2 separate regions of the Capsicum annuum genome follow, and region 2 is linked to region 1. A link is a contact called in public Hi-C data. All regions are on one chromosome and are shown on one strand. Each heading gives the region's core, a stretch centred on a gene start, on an enhancer-like site or on the middle of the called end of the contact. The rest is flanking DNA. Distances are from core to core; before and after follow the strand shown.

Evidence for each region. Hi-C and Micro-C count contacts between places; a contact is called where the count stands out from the background.
Region 2: a contact with region 1 is called in a Hi-C map of placenta, with 2.9 times the contacts expected there. The contact joins the promoter of LOC107856993 here to the promoter of LOC107854974 in region 1. A contact is called at or near these places in 2 of 5 Hi-C or Micro-C datasets (leaf and placenta).

The regions. Positions count from the first base shown.
Region 1 is chr1:204,876,725-204,879,876 of UCD10Xv1.1, forward strand. LOC107854974 (mediator of RNA polymerase II transcription subunit 30) reads right to left here and starts at 1,669. Exons shown (of 3, transcript XM_016699961.2): 1 at 1,107-1,669. The coding sequence starts at 1,517.
Region 2 is chr1:205,074,958-205,078,109 of UCD10Xv1.1, forward strand. LOC107856993 (probable folate-biopterin transporter 2) reads left to right here and starts at 1,609. Exons shown (of 5, transcript XM_016701949.2): 1 at 1,609-2,957. The coding sequence starts at 2,552.

The DNA.
Region 1 (3,152 bases), core at 419-2,918:
TATCTATTTTAGGTGCATTCCCAACCAAAACTACCATCTAACAGAACACCACGGCACCACCAGCACCATTTACGTCTCAACCTCAAGATAGATGATGGTGGGGATATATGAATCCTCCATATGACCATATCCATTGGGCTCCATATGGAGACATTTCATTCCAGTATTCAACAGTTTTGGGACCCCTGAAACTAGAGGTTCTCTACATTCGATCTAAACTCATCGCGCTAGCCTACCGCACATCCTATGTTGAACTACCTTTGGCATTGAACCAAATCCCTTGGAGCATTTTACACCTCTTTTTTACTTTCATCTCTTCATTCATTCACATAATGGACCTCACTAGAAGTGATCCAGTCATATAGCAAATCCAACTAGCTTATGATAGAGCCATAGTTGATTCATGATTATATCAATCAAACTTTTACTTGGATCACTATCTTAACCATACAAATTATAATATTACACAAATACAAAATGCATAATACAATAAACAAACACTCAAACTTGGCCTCAGCCGACAAGTAAACACTCCAACTTTTAGTATACACATCTACACACCTCGTCTCCCCTGTGTCAGTTGAACATTCCAACAACTTAATATGATCATCTAGACACCTTCAAAATTTATGTGCCACATCAGCATCTGGTGGTGGGAACGAGTTGGAGTGTTTAGATGCCAGTCCACATCAAGGTGTGTGGGAACGAGTTGGAGCGTTTAGTTGTCAGTTCAGATTAAGGGAGTGTTTGGCCACGAAAATTTTTCACTTTTTACCGTTCAACTCTGTGAAACACATTTGCCAGTAAAATTCCGAAATTCAACTTAATTCCAGAATTTTCAAGAATCTGAAAAACAACAAAAACTGTTTTCACTTTTTCCACTCAAAACTACTCACAAATTCAAAGATTACTAAATTCATGACCAAACACAACTCCAATTTTTAAATATCATTTTTTACTTTGAAAACAAAAACTGCCTTTTTAAAAAAAAATCACGTTTTACTTGCACCATCATGTATGAAACTCAGAAAAATCAGAATATTTAGGTGTGTTTTTGACCATTAATTTAAGAAAACCATGCATTTTCTATACGTAGAATTCATTACCTTCTGTGAATTAGCAATCGCCGTAAGAACAGAACGCAACCAAGCAACAGATAACTTATAACGTAACCGCGATTCTTCAAGCGCACCTCCACCAATATCCAAATGCTGAGCCGAAGCCGAGGCCGAAGCCGAAGAAGACGACGACGTATCCGATAAAACATCCCCGTTTAAATGCTGCTGCTGTCCATTACTCAAACCACCACCACCCGCGGCCAGCGCCGGCGCTGCCGGGGACGGAGAGGTTGTAGTTGACGGATTTGGAGTGGACCAAAGTGATGGGTTACAGAGTTCGTCGTTCATAGCGGAGAGGATTTGATGTGCGGCTTCTATTGTGTCTTCTAAATGCTTTTGACCTTCTACGGCGAGTTCTTGTATGGTTTTAGGGCTTGTTATCGTGCCTTTTTCTTCCATTTTTTTTGGATGGAAATTGTAAACGGTTTGTTGAAAACCCTAGTTTACGGTGGCGGCGATGAGCGGTGCGAGGAGTTTTAAGGAGAAGTAATTTGAGCATGAAGCGACACGTTTTACTCTTTTCCTGAGGGCATAGATATCGAAAAATTAAAATTCCGAATCAAATCAAATTATTTTGTTTTTATGGCTTGATTTTGGTTTATTTTTTAATAAATTTGGTATTTCGGTTTGATTTTTAGGTTGACGTAATTCAGTTTTCGATTTAAACCGAAATAAACCACAACAACAACAAACCCAGTATATTCCCACCTAGTGGGGTCTGGAGAGGGTAGAATATACGCAGTCCATACCACTACCTCTAAAGAAGTAGAGAGGCTGTTTCCGATACACCCCCGGCTCAAGACACAAGGCAATAAACCAGAACTTCCAAAGCAAGAAATGTGATAAAACTAACATAGATACGACAACCATAAAAATAATGTATATTACCAAACAAAAGACACCAAACAAAACCTAACTATTGACTACGATTCCCTCTATCCTAGTGTTCTTCCTCCAAACCTTCCTATCCAGGGTCATGTCCTCGGTGAGCTGTAACTGCTCCATGTCACGTCTAATCACTTCTCTCCAGTATTTTTCGGTCTACCCCTTCCCCGTTTGAAACCATCTAACACCAGCCTCTCACATCTACGAACTGGGGCATCCGTGTCCTTCATCATCACATGACCAAACCATCTCAACCTCACTTCCCGCATTTTATCCTCCATCGATACCACTCCCGCCTTCTCCCGAATAATCTTATTCCTAACCTTGTCCGCCCTTGTAAGACCACACATCCAACACAACATTCTCATTTCATCCACCTTTAACTTTTGGATATGAGAACTCTTAACTGGCCAACACTCCGCTCCATACAGTATAGCTGGTTGGACCGTAATTCTATAAAATTTGCCTTTCAGCTTGGGAGGTACCTTCTTATCACATAAAATTCCCGAAACGATCCTCCATTTTATCCAACCTGCCCTAATACGGTGAGATACATCCTCATCTATCTCCCCATTCCCCTGGATCGTACACCCAAGATACTTAAAACTATCCCTCTTACAGACTGCTTGAGATTCCAACTTCACTACCACCTCATCCTCTTGCCTCAAGTCACTAAACTTGCACTCAAAATACTCCGTCTTGGTCCTACTCAATCTGAAACCTTTAGACCCCAAGTTTTATCTCCAAACCTCCAGCTTATCGCTAACACCTTGCCGTGACTCCTCAATCAAAACTACATCATCCGCAAAAAGCTTACACCAAGGTACGTCGCCTTGTATATTTCGCGTCAACACATTCATCACCACAGCAAATAAAAATGGACTAAGAGTTGATCCCTGGTGCAACCCTGTCAAGACCGGAAAATGCTCAGAATCTCCTCTCACCGTCCTTACTCGAGTCTTCGCCCTCTTATACATATCCTTAATCGCTCTGATGTACGCCACAGGAACCCCCCTTGCCTCCAAGCATCTCCAAAAAACCTCCCTAGGGACCTTGTCATACGCCTTTTTCAAGTCAATAAACACTATATGAAGATCCTTCTTCCTCTCTCTATACTGCTCTACCAGTCTACACACTAGGTGAATTGCC
Region 2 (3,152 bases), core at 359-2,858, 200 kb after region 1:
CTTTTGCATGATCTAATTGTTGGCTTCGTTTTTACTCCTCCACTCTTTGATGTACTTTTCATAGTACAACATAGTTGAGGAAATTTGATCTTGTAACTTATTTGTGGACCTACAAAAGTTAAAACAAATGTAGCCCTTAAAACTCTTTGAATTAATCATATTCTCGAATGTAGAACTTCTAACCATCTTCTTCCAACTTGATATTATTGTATTGTGATACCATAACTTACCTCGAATTCTTGTATGGTGAATGCATCCAAGAGAATGTCTAAGCCAGTGACTATTTTTGAGCTTATGTGAACTAAACTTTATAATGACTCTCTTCATTAGTACTTCTAGCCATCTATTTTCGATAAGAGTCTCAGATTTAGTTGAGCGGAAATTTAACGTGTAAGCTTTTACCTTATCTTAAACTAACGGAATAACGATTGTTGCTTCTCGAATATAAACGATGTCACAGACAATATGCTCGTGCAGTACATGAGCACGTGCCATCTAGTATATACAATATATAAGAAATATATTTCTTTTTTCTTTACACTTAAAGAACATATAAGTGCCATGTAGCGTCAATGTCTCATATCTTTTGCTTGGCATATGTGCAATCCTAATAATCACAAAAAGGTGATACTCCATGTAAGTTAGTATGATACCTTTTAAACACATGATTTAAGTGGTTAATTATTATAATTTATGATACTTTTTATGTTATTTTTAAATAATAAATATTACTTCATCTATTACAATATATGTAGATTTGATAGAATTTTGAAAATCAACTAAATTTTTATATGTTTTTCAATTTTTTTAAGTTGTTAATTATTATAATTTAAAGTAATTTCATGTAATTTTTAAATACATATCAAATTAAAAAATAAGATAAATAAATTAGAACGGAAAAAACAAAAAATTACAAAAAAGAGATAGCGAAAGCTGATAGGACGACCTGCACCTGCTTCCTACTGCTATTCTATACAATAGAATGTGTATTAATAAACCAAAAACGCACATAAGCTATACAAATAACGTGTAAAATAAATGTTTATTACTCCCTTCATCCCATTTTAGCTGACCACCTAATTATAAATACACACCTTAAGTTATTTGTCTACTTATTAAATAAGATAAAATTAATTAAATTTTTTCTATTTTATTTCTATAATTAATATTCTTTGAATGATCATTATATCCATCAATATGAATGAAGAGTAATTTAATAAAAATAATCATTTTATTTAATTTCTTAATTATCATATAAAATAGAAATGATCAATTAAAATAGAACCGAAAAAGTAAAAGAAATTCACACAAAATATACAAATCACATGTACTCCTTTTATTTCAATCTGTTTTTCTTATTTATTTTTTTAATTTGTTTAAAAAATATGTTTTTAATTTGCTGATAACTCTTTGATTCAATTTTTTCATTACTGTATTTAAAACATAAGATCCAATTTTATTTTCAGACAATATTATATGGTAGTTAACAAAGACAAAACAGCAGGTAGCCGTAGTGTTTCATTTGAAAATGCGAACTTTACGACAGCCTTCCTGTCCTTGGGGGTTACTTACTATAATAATAATACAGAAGTTGATGTGAAGTGTGAACTAAAAATTTACTAAAATTTAGCTACCTTGAAACTTCCATTTTGTCCTCAATAATCATTCTTGAATCTACCTAATCTTATTTTCTTCTAGTTAATGATTGATAAAAGGTGCTGTGATATAATTAGGAAGCTATTGGTTCAAATTGTGGAACAGTCAGTATGATAGAAATGCAAGGTAAGACCGCATTAAATAGAACTTGAGGTCCGGCCCTTTCCCAACCAACTCAATATGTAGTGATAGGTTCAGTACATCTGTCTTTCGGACACACATGGAGAGTGTTTGTAGCAATATGCAAGTTGAAAGAATAATTAATGTTCTTGGAGACATACTTTTAGGTATTTAGCTTGCAGATCAGATAAAGTTTGAATCTTTTGCAGACATATATAGTAGTCAAAGTTAAGTAGGAAGAAATCTTTAAAACCCCATATGGAGAAAACAAACCAAGAGATCCCCATTTGCTTGGAAATTTTGACTTTTCCAAGATATTGAGGTACTAGAATCTTGAAAAGGCCGAATCTTGAACTGGGGTTTTACAGATTTGGATATCCATTTGCTTGGTAGTTGACTTTTCCATGACATTTTTGTACAAGAATCTTGAAAAGGTCCAATCTTGAACTGGGGTTTTACAGATTTGGATATCCATTTGCTTTGTAGTTGACTTTTCCATGACATTTTTGTACCAGAATCTTGAAAATGTCCAATCTTGAACTGGGGTTTTACAGATTTGGATATCCATTTGCTTGGAGGTTGACTTCTCTGAGACATTTTTGTACCAGAATCTTGAAGAACCAAGTTTGAACTGGGGTTTTACAGATTGAGATCTCCATTTGCTTGGAAGTTGACTTCTCTAGGACATTGAGGTTCCAGAATCTTGAAAAGGTCTAATCTTGGACTGGAAGTGTCTTTGTTCTTTTGGGATCCCATTTTGCAGGTTTGGGCAGTGATGGGGGAAGAAGCCAAACTTCAAGTTCATAGTGAGGGGGAAGAAGCCAAGCTTCAAATTCATGGCGAGGAGGGGGAGGAAGTGCAAGAAAGTGAGCATAATGATAGGATCTGTAGTTCTATTTGTGCTCCAGTCAACTGGTTCAAAATGCTCGCTATGGAATTGCACTGGAGTTTTGTGTTTGGTGTTGTGATTGTATATGGAATAAGCCAAGGACTTGGTGGTGCTTTTTCCCGCATAAGTACAGAGTACTATATGAAGGATGTACAAAAAGTGCAGCCTTCTGAATCTCAGGTTTATTCAGGGATAACTTCAATCCCCTGGATTGTCAAGCCTCTTTGGGGTCTTCTCACTGATGCTGTTCCCATTTTGGGGTATCACCGCAGGCCTTATTTCTTATTTGCGGGTAAAATATGCAATGCCATTTAACTTTTTTTTAGTTCTACCGCTAATTTTATACTTTTCATGATCATCTGTTAGTTTAGCTGTAGTTAATGTTGTTTCAAGGCTGGTAGCTAGTTGGAATCCGTCCGTATTATATTGTTGTACTTACCAAAACCCGAAAATTCCATGTTATAAGTGGACTAATCAATAAAAAAGA